2 separate regions of the Triticum aestivum genome follow, and region 1 is linked to region 2. A link is a contact called in public Hi-C data. All regions are on one chromosome and are shown on one strand. Each heading gives the region's core, a stretch centred on a gene start, on an enhancer-like site or on the middle of the called end of the contact. The rest is flanking DNA. Distances are from core to core; before and after follow the strand shown.

The links. A called contact is a pair of places that touch in the nucleus more often than the background predicts.
Region 1: a Hi-C map of leaf shows a contact between it and region 2, with 3 times the contacts expected there. The contact joins the promoter of LOC123044648 here to the promoter of LOC123044647 in region 2. A contact is called at or near these places in 2 of 5 Hi-C or Micro-C datasets (both in leaf).

The regions. Positions count from the first base shown.
Region 1 is chr2B:257,102,384-257,110,128 of IWGSC CS RefSeq v2.1, forward strand. It overlaps LOC123044648, which reads left to right and starts at 6,156. Exons shown (of 5, transcript XR_006420219.1): 1 at 6,156-6,932; 2 at 7,368-7,479.
Region 2 is chr2B:256,615,670-256,623,238 of IWGSC CS RefSeq v2.1, forward strand. LOC123044647 (protein ACCELERATED CELL DEATH 6) reads right to left here and starts at 1,414. Exons shown (of 3, transcript XM_044467449.1): 1 at 553-1,414. The coding sequence starts at 1,240.

The sequences.
Region 1 (7,745 bases), core at 4,906-7,405, 490 kb after region 2:
GAATCCCAGGTAGGTCGTGGGGAACGAACCCAACCGACAATTTAGTCGGTCCGCGATAGCCTGTGCTTCCTCCGGGGGGTAACCCAGAACCATCACTTCGCTCTTATCGGAGTTTATGGTTAGACCCGACATCTGTTGGAAGCACAGGAGGAGGAACTTCAAGTTAGCAATGTCCTGAACAGACCGCTCGACCATTATTATGGTATCATCCGCATACTGAAGGAGGGAGACCCCTCCCCCTCTGACTAGGTGGGGCACGATGCCGCGGATATGGCCGGCATCCTTGGCCTTGCCGAGGATGGAGGCCAGGGCATCCACCACCATGTTGAACAGGAACGGCGAGAATGGGTCACCCTGACGAATACCACAGAGGGTAGGGAAGTAGGGCCCAATGTCACCGTTAATGTTCACCGCAGTCCGGCCGCAGGAGACCAGCTGCATGACGCGGGTCACCCAACGGTCGTCAAAGCCCTTTCGGAGCAGCACTTCCCATAGGAAGGGCCAGTGGACCGTGTCGTACGCTTTGTGGAAGTCTAGTTTTGTGACGCCCCCGATTCAATCGTACACTAATCATGCACGCAAACGTGTACGATCAAGATCAGGGACTCACGGGAAGATATCACAACACAACTCTAAAACATAAATGCGTCATACAAGCATCACAATACAAGCCAGGGGCCTCGAGGGCTCGAATACAAGTGCTCGATCATAGACGAGTCAGCGGAAGCAACAATATCTGAGTACAGACATAAGTTAAACAAGTCTGCCTTAAGAAGGCTAGCACAAACTGGGATACAGATCGAAAGAGGCGCAGGCCTCCTGCCTGGGATCCTCCTAAACTACTCCAGGTCGTCGTCAGCGGGCAACACGTAGTAGTAGGCACCTCCGGTGTAGTAGGGGTCGTCGTCGACGGTGGCGTCTGACTCCTGGACTCCAGCATCTGGTTGCGTCGACCAGAAAGAAAGGAAAGGGGAAAAAAGGGGGGAGAAAGCAACCGTGAGTACTCATCCAAAGTACTCGCAAGCAAGGAGCTACACTACATATGCATGGGTATATGTGTAAAGGGCCATATCGGTGGACTGAACTGCAGAATGCCAGAATAAAAGGGGGATAGCTAATCCTGTCGAAGACTACGCTTCTGGCAGCCTCCGTCTTGCAGCATGTAGGAGAGAGTAGATTGAAGTCCTCCAAGTAGCATCTTCAAGTAGCATCTCCAAGCAGCATCTCCAAGTAGCATCGCATAGCATAACCCTACCCGGCGATCCTCCTCTCGTCGCCCTGTAGAAAAGCGATCACCGGGTTGTCTGTGGAACTTGGAAGGGTGTGTTTTATTAGGTATCCGGTTCTAGTTGTCATAAGGTCAAGGTACAACTCCAAGTCGTCCTGTTATCGAAGATCACGGCTATTCGAATAGATTAACTTCCCTGCAGGGGTGCATCAACTTACCCAACACGCTTGATCCCATTTGACCGCACACACTTTCCTGGGTCATGCCCGGCCGCGGAAGATCAACACGTCGCAGCCCCACCTAGGCACAACAGAGAGGCCAACACGCCGGTCTAAACCTAAGCGCACAGGGGTCTGGGCCCATCGCCCATAGCACACCTGCACGTTGCGTACGCGGCCGAAAGCAGAACTAGCCCCCTTAATACAAGAGCAGGCTTACGTTCCAATCCGGCGCGCGCCACTCAGTCGCTGGCGTCACGAAGTGCTTCGGCTGATACCACGACGCCGAGTGCCCATATCTTTCCCACGTAGTTGGTTAGTGCGTATAGGCTCGTAGCCAACTCAGATCAAATACCAAGATCTCGTTAAGCGTGTTAAGTATCCGCGAACGCCGAACAGGGCCAGGCCCACCTCTCTCCTAGGCGGTCTTAACCTGCCCTGTCGCTCCGCCACAAAGATCCACACAGAGGGCCGTCGGGACAAAGGTCCTTTCAGCCCCCAATCCGTGAATCACTCGCGGGTACTCTTCGAGCTGACCCGACTTTAGTCACCATCTGTAAAGTATGTATGTATGTATAGTATATACCCGTGATCACCTCCCGAGTGATCACGGCCCAATAGTATAGCAACGCAGACTGACAAGAATGTAGGGCCAATGATGATAAACTAGCATCCTATACTAAGCATTTAGGATTGCAGGTAAGGTATCAACAGATGTAGCAACAATGTCAGGCTATGCATCAGAATAGGATCAACGGAAAGCAGTAACAGGCTACACTACTCTAATGCAAGCAGTATAGAAGAGAATAGGCGATATCTGGTGATCAAGGGGGGGGGGCTTGCCTGGTTGCTCTGGCAAGAGAGAGGGGTCGTCAACTCCGTAGTCGAACTGGGCAGCAGCAGCGTCGGTCTCGTAGTCTACCGAAGAGAAGAGGGGAAAGAAACAATAAATACAGTGCAAACATAAGCAAGACGACGCAAGACATGACAAAGAGCGGTGCTAGGTGTGTTCTAACGCAGTATGAGGTGATGCTGGCGAAGGGGGAAATCATCCGGGAAAGTATTCCCGGTGTTCCGTGTTTTCGGATAGATGGACCGGAGGTGAAATGTTGCAGGTTCACTATGTTAGGGACGCGTGACGGACGAACGGATCCGGAATCGTCTCATCGTTCTGAGCAACTTTCATGTTGAAAATATTTTAATCTGAGTTACGGATTAAAAGATATGATTTTCTAAAGATTTTATTAATTTCTGGAATTTAATTAATTAATTATTTAATTCAAAAAATGAATTTATGACGTCAGCATGATGCATGCTGACGTCAGCAGTCAACAGGGTTGACTTGGTCAACCAGACAGGTGGGTCCAGGGGGACCCACCTGTCATTCTCTGTTTAGGTTAATTGCAGATTAATTAATTTAATTACTATTTAGTTAACCTAACTAGTTAATTAAATTAATTAAACCAGATTAATTAACTTAATTAATTCATTAGATAATTAATTAATTAATAATTATTAATTGTATTTATTTTAATTAATTTTTTTAATCCTTTTTTTGTGTAAAACATTATGGGGCGTGGGGCCCCCTAGACAGTGGCCCGGGGGGGCTTAGCGGGCACAGGGCGGTGCGGGCGCCCGAACGGGCGCGTGCCCGTGGGGGAGCTGCGACCCGTGGGCGAAGGGGCAGGCACACGGTGGCCTTGGCCTCGACCGGAGCAGTGTCGAGGCGGGGCTAGGCGGGGCTGTGCGGGAAGGCCGAGCGGCGGCCGTTGGTGGCCAGTGGAGGGGCGACGAGCAGGCTGTAGCAGGGCGCGGGTGTTCGGCGCGGTGAGCAGGGGGGCGGAGGGAGGCCGGTGGGGTTCCTCACCCGCGTTGCAGAGAAGGCCCGGTGCAGGGCGAACGCGACGGCGGGGAGCGGTGGAGCCGAGGAGGCGTTCCGGCAGGGTCCGACGACGGCGCGTGGCGATGCGGGGCCGGCGTCGAGCACGTCGGGCGGCGGGGAGGAGATGAGGAGGCGGTCGGCGAAGCGGCGTTCCAGGCGGCGTGGGGGGCGTGGCGACGGACGAGGGCGAGATGGAGGCGACGGGTGACGGCGTCGGGCGGGGGTCCGTCGAGGAGAAGGCGAGGGGGAGGGGTGGCGGTGCTCGGCGCCGCTGGGTGGCGAGGACGAGGCGACCGGGTCCGAGCGCCGTGGGGAGGTTCGTCCCCCCGATCCCGATCTGGATCGGGGAAGGGAAGAGGGGCGTGCGGTCGTGGGGAGGGGGAGAGAGGAGTGGGGCGAGTGGGAGTGGGGGTTAGGGTTTCTAGGGTGTGGGTGGCCTATAGGCCAGGGGGCGGCCGGCTGGGCCGTGGGGCGGGCCAGCCCGTTCGGGAGGCTGAGGCCAGCTGGGCCACTTGGCCCAGCGGGGGGGTGCCCTGTTTTCTATTTTCCTTTTTTATATATTTTCTTGTCTCTTTTTATTTGTAGTTTCTTTTATTTCCAGTTTTATAAAATTACCACTAGTGCCTAATTTGTATTTACCAATAAACTACTACAAGATTAATTCTTAACCCATAATAAAATAGTGTTAGCATTTTATAAATTCAATAGGCATTTGTTTAATTGTTTTCACTATTGTTTTAATTGTTTTAGGGCCTTTAAGCATTTTATCAAAGTTTGGTTTCTCCACCATAATTACCTATGTATTATTTGGTTCACTCAGGACATTTAAATTTTAATATTTGAAAACTTTTATTGTTTGCTCGATTTTGAATTTGAAATTCGAACTAGGTTCCGAACTAACGCGAGTTTATCCACAGTAACCGAGGTGACGTGGCATCATTAGCGGGGATTACTGTAGCTTAATTACCCGGGCGTCACAAGTTTCAAGAAGACCGCTCGATGGTGTTTCACCCGGACTTCGTGGAGGACTTCGTGGAATACCAACACCCCATCCAGATATCGGGGGCGAGACTAGCCCCACCCCGAGGGGTGGGGGGTAAAAAGCGCCTTGTAGAAACCGTCAACATGAGCGCGGATGGTCGAGGGGCGAACGAGAGGCGTGTCTCCATTCCACAGGCAGTGTATGGAGTTCCGACGACGCCGGCCGTTCGCGACCGCCTGGAAATATGCGGTGTTCGCATCGCCACGAAGCACCCATCTTTGAGTGCTGCGCAACCTCCAGTAGGCTTCCTCATCTGTGTAGATGGTTGAGAGTTGATCCTCGAGATCATATCTCAGCATCCACTCATCCGGGGAGATTCTGGAGGTGTCGGCACGGGCGTCCAAGCTTGAATAGCCAGCAGGAGAGCCCTTTTGCACTCGCGGAGGTCCTGGCCAAGGTTAGCACCCTAGCCCTTCATGAATTGGCGGGCGAGCTTGGCACAGAAGTGCCACGAGTCGACAGCGGACATGACGCGATGAGGGGAAGCACGAGCAGAGATCCATCTGGCAATGACCGCGTCTCGAAAGCCCGCCTGGTTAAGCCAGAAGAGCTCAAACCGAAACCGCGGTGGGGTGGGGGGACGCTCGTCCGCGGTGGAGAGGAGGAGAGGAACGTGGTCAGACCCAATTCGGGTAATCGTCCGAAGCGACGCCTGGGGGCAGCGTAATTTCCATTCCGGGGAGACTAGGACGCGATCCAATACGGAGCGCGTCGGGTTAACTTGGCGGTTTGTCCAAGTGAACCGGGCGCCCGTCCGCTCTAATTCATGGAGACCAAGCTCCGCGATCCAGTCGTTAAACAACTGCATCCGGGGGAGGTTAATCCGATCATTGTTCTTCTCATCCGGGGAGCGTCCCAACATGATTTGAGGGGCAATAGCTAACAGCCCACTAAGATTTACTTCCTCCGTTCCTAAGAGAAAGTATAATAGATCTTACTTAGCAGGCTATAAAATACTCCACGTCTGTAAAATCCTAGTTGAATGGGAGAGAAAGCCAAAGAGAGAAGGAAGTCGGCGTTCCATGTATCGCGGGGCTACAACACAATCTACAATAAAATTGAGCCAGCATGAAGCCCGTGGCAAGACTTAAGGCCGACGCTTATTGCTACCGGCCAATCACCATGCGTTTTCTTTGCCTATCTCTGCATGCAAGCATTGATTATTATAGCTCTTGTCAGCTTATTAGGCTGGTCATAGTGAAGAGTAATATATACTAGTATCATGCATATGATACTAGTGTATGATACTATATCCATAGTGCATAGTATTATAAAGTAGTATTATAGATGGTCTCATTTATTGCCATGCATGACACATAGTAGCATAACATTTATTATGATACGGTATCTACCTATGTTACTACTACCCTCTCTCTTCTTTAATTGCCTGTCACATAAGCATGTTTGCGAGTCTCAAGTACATGATACTAGTTATGTTACCCCACTATGGCCAGCCTTATATGACTATTTTTGTAGGAAGGCTACGGTAGATGTGGCACTAGCATAGAGCTGGCAACCGGCTCTGCTATTAGTCATCCCATTGTTAGAGTCTGAGCAAAAATGACGCAATCTCAGGCCATGTACCCTCGCAGCCGTCCGATCGTCTTCCCGAGCGTGTCCTAGCCGTCGGATCTCCGGGTGGACAGATTCTAACCGTCAATCGAGCCCGCAGCGACCCTGGCCGTCCGCTCGGAGTCGCCATGCCACCGCCTGTAAATATGGTGGCCCGCCGGGGGTACTTCCGTCATTTCACCTGGTGGCGTATAAATGCAGCGAGCCAAAACCTAGCCGCCGCCTCCTGCCCGCGTGTAGCCCCGCTCCTTCCTCGCCTCGCGGCTCCCCTCCCGTAACCCTACCCCCTCCTCTCCTCTGTGCCGCCGCCGTCGTCGCCAGTCCTCCTCCCCTCACACCGCGCCCGCACGGCCCTCGAGGCGATGCGCCGGATCCAATCCGACCATGCCGCCCTGCGATGCGACGGCGAGTGGGCGCCTGCCCTCCCCGTCCGTGAGCTCGTCCCCAGGGACGTCATGCAGTGAGTGGGCGAGAGCAGGTGAAGTGAAGGCTCGAAGCAGGCAAGCGGCCGTGACTCGATGGGGTGCGAGGCGGAGGCGGAGGAGCACGTCTCCGGTCTCCCCGATTCCGTTTCGGTGGTGGCGTGAGGGGATCTGCCGACTGGCCGAGCAGGGCAGCAGGCGACGACGACGACCAAGGGAGAAGCCGAGCAGGGCAGCAGGCGATGACGACGACCAAGGGAGAAGGGGAACGGCGCTGCGGCATCCGGAAGGCACGCGGCCACAACCCCGTCAAGCTAGCGCGCCATATCGCGCTCCAGTGGACGGGAGGAGCCAGGTGCCGTCGAGGGGAGGAGCCAGGCGGAGCGCGCCGTCTCGATTGGTTGCGCTCTGGGCGACACCAACAGCTCGCTCCATTGGCTCGATATGGTGCTCCTGCAGTAGATCGACGAGGAGGGCGCCACCACCACTGTCATCAGGCCGGCCCGCATCCACGCGCTGCACCAGGCTTTTTCTTCGCCTCTACTTCCAGCGACCACACCGGCCACAGGTGAGATTCTTCTCCTCATTTCGTCCTCCCCTTTTTGGTGACCCTTCTTTCTTCCCGTCTGATGAGAGGGGGCAGTACTAGGCATTGGATTGGTGGTCTAGCTACGTTCTTGTTGTGCGGTACGTTCTCACGTTCAGCTAGGTTCCAAATATGGTGATTTTTTGGATGAGTGGTGTAGCTAGATTCTAAAGATGGGGAATTATGGTGCAGACTTGTTTGGAATCAGTGGTGTGTATAGGTTGCAAGGAAAAGGACTTCTGTATCATTCTTCTTTTGATTATTTGGATCGGTGGTCTAGCTGGATTTCAACAATGTTTTTTTATGTGCTGTCTTGATTGGAATTAGTGGTCGAGCTAGGTTCCAGGGAGGAGGGATGTTTGATTATATGTTGGATAAATGTATTAACATGATCTTCATCTGCTCCTTTGCTTTTAGATGGTTCACACGGTCATGTCTGCAGCTTCAGAAGAGATTGCAGATCATAAGATCGCAAGGCTAATTGGTTACCGATTCTTTATCTTTGAGGTTTACCAGGGGCACTTTGCAGGTATAATTTTCATCTCCTTTTTAGAAACAAGTATCTTTATTTTGAGAATTATTGTTGTACTACTTCACGGGTGATATTGCAGTGTGAATTGTTCTATGACAAACCAATTTTCTGTAGTATCAGGGCATAGTGATTCGTTCATTAATCTGACAATAGTGGTAGATCTGGCAAGTGTAAACTCCTTGTCTGTGTAGCTGTTTTAGTCATATAATTTTATCATGTCGAGGGCAAAGATACATCACTGTTGCGTCGTGTAGCTCGAAGGG
Region 2 (7,569 bases), core at 164-2,663:
CCCAGACCAACTTTGCTCCCAGGATGGGTCGGGGCGGACCAGAAACGGACGTTTTTTTAGGATAGGGTCGCGCGTTGGGACGTCTGATCTGTCCGTTTTACCTCAAACGGACAGACCCGGACAATTTGGGGTCGTGCGGTGGAGTTGGCCTTACTCTTGACAGCTTGCTCAATGCGACCCAGATACCCCGAACCCAACATTGCTAGTTGGTACTGTTCGAATTTACTAGTTGAGTACAAGTGTGAACCTAGCCTATAACTTCTTTTTTTCTCTACTGAAATGTAAAGCAGAATCAAACAGAGCAGAACCTAACCTACACTAAAATTCAAAACAGAATCACCTGAAAGCAAATTGTTATATTAAAGAGAACCAAGAAAGAGTACCCTACCGCTTGATTTAGAAGTAATTTCTAATCTCAACTGAGCTATAGTCCAATTAAAGATTATTCCAGTCAATTACAGGTGAAGAAAATACTTCAGACAAGCATCTTGCAGAGTTGCCAATAAGGCAATAACCAACTAAATACAAGGCGATGTCTCATCAGGCACTCACCGTTACTCGTGAGGACAGCGGCGTGCAGCGCCGTGCGCCTTCCCGGGCCCGTGCACGAACACAATTTTGGCGCCTCATCTTCGTCGGCGTCGTCGTTCTTATACGACTTCACAAGAGCGCGCACCATCCCAAGTGATCCTGCGGCCGTTGCCATGTAAATCGGTGTCTCCCCCGCGCCACCGCACAGCCCCGCGAGCCCCGGGTCCGCGGCGGCCAGCGCACGCGCCGCGGCCTCGTGCCCGCCCCGCACCGCGTCGTGAAGCGCCGTCTCGCCGCGCTTGTTGGTGGCGCGGGTGAGGGCGCGCAAGGACGAGGTGGAGGGGGAGGAAGCAATGAGGAGGGCGGCGACCTTGTGGGCCCCGGCGCGAGCAGCGAGGTGGAGCGGCGTGTCCAGAGCGGCGTTGCAGGCGGCGAGGAGGCCAGAGGCGCGGCGGAGGAGGAGCGCCGCGAGTGCCGCGTGCCCGCCGGAAGCGGCCACGTGCAGGAGCGTGTTGCCTCCTGCGGTGGTAGCGGTCTCGAGGTCGGGCGCGGACGGGTCCGCGAGGAGCTCCTTCACGAGCCGCCGCTCGTCGCCGCTTCGCGCCGCGCGGAGGAGTGCGGGCCTCAGGGATGGCGCGGTTGCCAGCGGCCGAGGCGTTGCGCAGGACACGGTGGACGGCGGCGAGGTCTCTGCCTCAGGCGAGGACATCGTGTGCGCGTCGGTTGTGGGACGAGGGGGGAACGTGGGTGGTTTACTTCGCAAGATTCATGTCACTGGCGAAGTGGCGATCGGTGACTTCCTGTGCTTCAAAACAGTGAGGAGGCAAAACGAAGTCGATACCATTTTCCTATTTGTCCCCCGGTGGTTTAATTGTGTACACATGCCCCTTTTCTTCGACCGCGTTCTTCCTTTCGTTTTGCTATGTACTCCCTCAAAAAAAAAAAAAAGAAGAGAGAGAGCATTCCCTCAAAAAAAGAAGAAGAAATATGAGAGCATCTCTAGCACATCCTGTATAACGTCCTTGGGTCGCATTTTTCTGACGGCTCTACGGGACGGTCAAAACATCCGGCAACACTAGGTCCGGTAAAAACGGCCCGGCTCGTAAAATCGTTACGGGAGGCCGTAAACCGCTTGCGATTCTGGTATATATGCCGGCTCCGGGACGATTTTGGCTTCCCATCCCTCTTTCCTCCATTAACCTTCGTCGCGTTGCTTGCACTTTGGCGACAAATCGAGCGACTTTCGGTGTCGTTTTCGAGCGAATTTAGTCACCTGAGGCGAGAGGGGGGCTCGACGGCCGCGGCGGTGACCCGCCCCGCAAGCACCGCAACGACGCAAATGCTGGCATGCTTGCAACCAAGTAGAGAAGCCATGCTTTCGGTATTCGGTTCGAGGGACTATTCGTGGACAGTTTGGGGAAACGTTCATAGACGGTTCGAGGGACTCCAAATACGATCTACACCGACACGTTCATCTTCCTCTTCAACTCGGTGACGGTAACGTTCGTGATCCCAACCTGTTATGCACCTTCATATTGATCTTGGGTGTCCGTAGGCACGGATTTTTTGTGTGTTTTCTACTATGTTTCCCAACAACACATTAGGGCATCTACAATGCCAACCGCTTATACAGGCGCTTACCAGCAAAAAAACATAAAGATAGTAAAATAGAAAAAGCACCTAAGGGCCCTCGCATGCAACGGTGGACGCTTATTCTGTTGAGTAAATTAAATAGTCGAGTGCTTCCCGCAGGCAGAAAAAGGAGCAAGCGCTCAACGCAACACCTTGCATCGACGCCTTGCGCAACACCAGGATTCAACCGATTAACTGCTAATTGGCAGGGAAAATAATCCTAGCGCCTGTCCTAAGCGCCCGCATAGGACCTTATTTCCTCTGATCGATCGCATGATTCGGCAACCATCTTGACAACTAATATATGGTGTGTGGGTTTAGCATAGATCACAATGTTAACTAGGGTCAAATGCCCTCCGAGTTAGATCATCCTTTTTGCCATGATGGAAAAAGTTTCATAATTTTATCAAGAGCGGGCTGCCATTTAGACTTGGCTGACATCCCATAGAAAGTTACAAAACAAGATATTTTTATTTAAAACTAGTCAATATACAAGGTAGAGAAGCAACCACTAACTCTCTGCCTCAGTCTTCTACACAGATAAGAATAACCAAGGATTTTACATAATTGATTTGCAGACCAAAGGCCATTCAGATGATATTCATCACCTTTCTTGCAAAGTTATGGTCAATTCGAGATGGCCTGATGAACAAGATAATCTCGTTGGCATAGATATATAAACAGTTCAAAAGTGAACATCCTTGCATGAGCGAGATCAATGCATGCATCGCAATGGCAAAGATCTGTGGTGAGATGTGATCACCCTGCCTAAATATAGTGACTTGCACAACATTGTTTCCCCCAATGCCACTGCAACCACTCAGAGTGCTTGCCAAGGAGACAAAATTGCAATCCACTTCACCCATCTTCCAGAGAAACATTTTTCATGGAGAATCTCAAAGAGGAAAACAAAGAAAGGAATTCAAATGCACGGGAGATGTCTAGTTTGAGAATCACATGTTTAGCTTTTCCTCTGATGAATCTTGTGCAAATTGCCAAACCAGAGTGAAGTTCTCATGAAGATTTCACCCCTTAATAAAAGTTGATGAGTTTGCACTAACAAATCACCATCCGGGGCCTAAGCCTAACTAATGGTAGTTTAGAGACAAGCCTTGGAAAGGTATGCACTAAGTTGATTGGCCTATACCCTCCCACCCCCACCACGTTAGGATTTTCAGGTATCAACACTACTTCAGGATGCTACTAATGCGACACTACGATCAGAGACCCTTTGACGAAACTGTGTTTGATGCATTAATCGCAGACGGTGATGCAAAATAACCGTCAAAAAAGATGCAAAACATTTGCGATGGCGGATACATTAAACATGGTTCAGATTTTAGTTGCGTGTGCGATGCGGGGCATACAGTTCAGTTCAATGAACTGTTTGTGATGAGGCAGAACAAAAGAAACGGGCATCCAGATGAAGGCGTGTGCGATATACGGCATACAATTCACTCGGATAAACTGTTTGTGATGAGGCGGAACAACAGAAACGGGCAGCCAGATGAAGGCATGTGCGATCTACGGCATACAGTTCACTCGGATGAACTGTTTGCGTTGAGCCAAGAGAACAGAAACGGTTCAAGTTAACAAGATGTGCGTGATACGCGACAAACAGGTCTGTAATCAGAAACATGTGGGAAGACCGACCACAACACAGACGATTCCTGTTAACAAGCCGTGTGTGTTGTGAGCAAACGATTGCTGGTATACAATTGTTAGTGATTGATGAAATCATCACCGACGGGTTCCATTGTTTAGTCCACGTGCGATGTGATTTGCTCTGTCTACAGAGCCTCAACATATATACTTAAAAAGACAACATTACAAAACCAAATTAAGCATACAATTACACACGTGACTACACACATAATATTTCCACACACCAAAGTAAGCAATTACATGCATACTAAACTAGGAGAAACGAGCATCTAATCATCTACTTATTGTTGCGATGACGCTTGCCATTGCTCTGCTCCCAGCTGGATCCCTGGCCATTTTGGGGAAGGAGGCACTTCCTCATGTCAACGATCCGCTTGTACATGGCGTAGCTCGTGTACACCTCCTTGGCTGCGTACACGATGTGAGCTTTGTCGAGTTTCTCCATCCAGGCCGAGTGCCATGCACGCTTGTCCTTGTTACAGGAATCCTTCATGTCTCTGTAGTAGGGGTCGATGATGGCCTCGGCAAGGTGAACCAGTGAGTATTTCTCATGCTCCTTGCTGCCCCAGATCTTGTATTGGCCCTGGATGTCGACAAGATTTTGGCAGGCGATGCCCGAATTCTTGAGCACGTTTACATCATTGGTGATGTCCACCGTAGTGAACACGTAGTGGGGGTTGTTGACAAACTTGGCGAAACGCTCGCAAGGCCTTGTGGCCAGGCAGTAGTGGTAGATGAGGACATGGTTGCGCACACACATCTAGGCAACGACGACCTTGGGACGAGACCCGACACGAGCGTGGGTGTACTCGAGGTCGAACCCGACCACCTTGTACTTCTCCTCGGCAAGCAACAACTCCATGATGTGGATGGAGTGCTCCACCCAGACCGGGTTGTTGGTGTACACCACCGAGAGCTCCGTGAACCTTCTGTGGGTGTCCACCACGGCATGCATGGTGAACTGCTGCTCGTCGACAGCAGCCGCTCGGAGCGCCATTGGAGCCGCACAGGATACCCCTCTAAGAATTTGTCATGGTGGGTGTGCTTCTTGCAATGGTGGGGCACGATCAAATGGTTGAATGTTGAAGAGATACAAGGGTTAAATGGTCGTTGTAATAAATGGGGGTCGGCCTATAATCGTCACGTCTTGTCACGACATTCATAGCGGAGGATTCCAGTGCACGCCTGACAACACGGCACCGCACGCGTTTTGTTGGACCACACGTGGGCTCGAAGAGGTGCCAAATGTATCGTCGTTGAGCCTGTTCCTGCGCTATCGCGCAGTTTACCGCGCAAGCTTCCCACCCGGCTAGTTTGGCCACGCGTCGGCTAGAAGAGGGGAAAATTGTGGGCGTTTATTGGCAAAAAGCTTTGTAAAAACGAAGTGTGTGGAATGACTTCGGTCATAATTTTACCCCTGGGTGATGAGGTCAAAGCTACACAGAAGGGTGATGATGGACACTCGAGTGCGATAATTAATTCTGCGCTCTACAGGGCACATGGTTGAAGAAACCAACTATGTGCAATAATGTTGAAGATCGCAGTCGATTTCGCTATACATATCGTGTGCTATGAGATCGACAAGGTAAATAGATTCCAGAATGGTTAATAAAAATCTAAGTCCATTGCATATTAAGGTCAAAATAGTGCTACAATATACGAGTCTCATACGATGCCATTTCAACATTGTACCACAAAAGCTCAAAATATTACAAGGTCCAAATTCCAGAGTTATATGGCTCAAATTCAAAGATTACAAGGTTCAAAATGATATTAGAAATGAAATTCAGCTCATCAGCTGCAAACGCTCACGCTGATCCGCTGAACATGGATATCAGAGAGGTTCAAACTAATATTACCACTTTTAAGTCTGGTTTCGAAACCTCATAATTTTCACAAAGGGGTCAGCCACTAAGAAGTCATGTATGGGGTTGACACGATGACTTCCGGTTACTCTGTCATCTGAAGTTCCAAAATGAAATTCAGAATTTTTGGAGCCTATTCCATTTTGCCACAGCCGCTGACGCTGATCAACAGACCATTCATTTTTGCGAAATAAATGTAGGGCAAACCTCATTACCTTCAGCACCCTTGCTCTGACAACAAAGAACCTAACGAATATAATCTCCGGTAAGGTCTCTCGGTAGGAGTTCAAAGTAATTTCTGAGAGATGCAGATCTAGGCATTCGACGTGATTGTTATATTTTATCACATTATCCACCACCGGCCTAATCTTATCCGCAAAAGAAGAAAACATGTTAGTGCCTACATGTAGTTTTGAACACTACTACATGCCTGTTTGGTTTGCAGGATTTGTAAAATGCACTAACATGCCATCTTCGATCCGACATGATTAACATGGGCATTTGATTACATTCTAGAAAAATGTCACTGTAAACTTGGAAAAATGTGTCAGAAATTGAACTCCCTTATGGTTAACATTTAACAGGAAAGGAACATCACCTCGATATATAGCTTCTCCAGGCATGGAAAGCATCTCAGGAAACTGACAACTTGCTCTAGGTTGGGGCCGATAGATTCTAGTGCCAAGACCTTCACTGTGCATAATTTTGGGGTGAAGCTTGTTGGAATCATTTTCTGGATGACAGACGAACATACATCTTCAAAATTAGAAATAATATTAATTTCTAGAAGGTGAGGTAAAAGGCGGCTGTTGTATACCTGAACGGGTGTGGATCCAATAACAAGTTCAGAGTATTTGTCAGACGAGTAGCCCACCACTGCCAATTTCGGCGCAGAAATGACATTGATTCTTGTTGGACCTTCTTGATCAACTACAAGTAATCTCAAGTGAAGGTGTGTCCTGAATGACTATACCATGGTACAGATCTTGTGATGTCTTCTTGCTGCACTAGCAATACACATAAATAGTCCGGAGAGTCATGGAGGTTATGTGGAAGCTACTTAGCCCATTGATCACCTGAAGACGAAGGTACTCGAGTGCAGTACAGCCACGGAGCAGGCACTCCATGTCACCATTTGGGAGGCAGACGACGATGAGCTTGAGGTGCTTCAGTCGTGGTAGAATAAGAGCGGGCGTGTCATTAAGGGGGATGGCAGTTCCTGAATTTGGTGACGCACAATGTGGGCCCGAGGCGGAGCATGGACGTTGGCAGCGAGCGCATATGCCCATCATCAAAAGTGAACTCCTCGAGCTGATCTAGGGCGGGGGATCGGAACCAGTCATCAAGCTTGGCTCGGTCCTTGCCATTGGAATGGAACTTGCCCATTCTAAGGCCTCTGGTTGGGCCAGGGTGACTGCCGAGGATCTTAGAGAACGCATCCAAGCTTTTGCGACAGCCATTGCAGAGCTCGTGTGTGTCGATGAGGTCAAGAGGGGTGGATTTCCATAGGGGGTGCCACCGTCGGGAAAGGACGGTTGTCCGTGCCCCATATTTGATTGGGAGGAGGGAGATGATGACTGTCAACATATCATCGGGGAGGCTGTTGATGAAGTCTAGGCCTGCTGGAGTCGCTTGCGGTTCTAGCTTGCCCCGCCTCCGCTTGTTGGCAACTCTTTTCTCCACCTCCGGAGTCTCCTAGTCAGCGGCACTTTCTGATAGAAGTGGGAGTAGAGGGAATATTTAGTTAAAACAGGGCAATAGAAAAGTGTATTGGTAACTAGAAGTTAGTAGGTAGGAATATAGTAAGAAAATGGAATAACAATTGGTTGCTTAAATACTACACAATTCATTTGATATTTCTGGGTAAGTCAACATG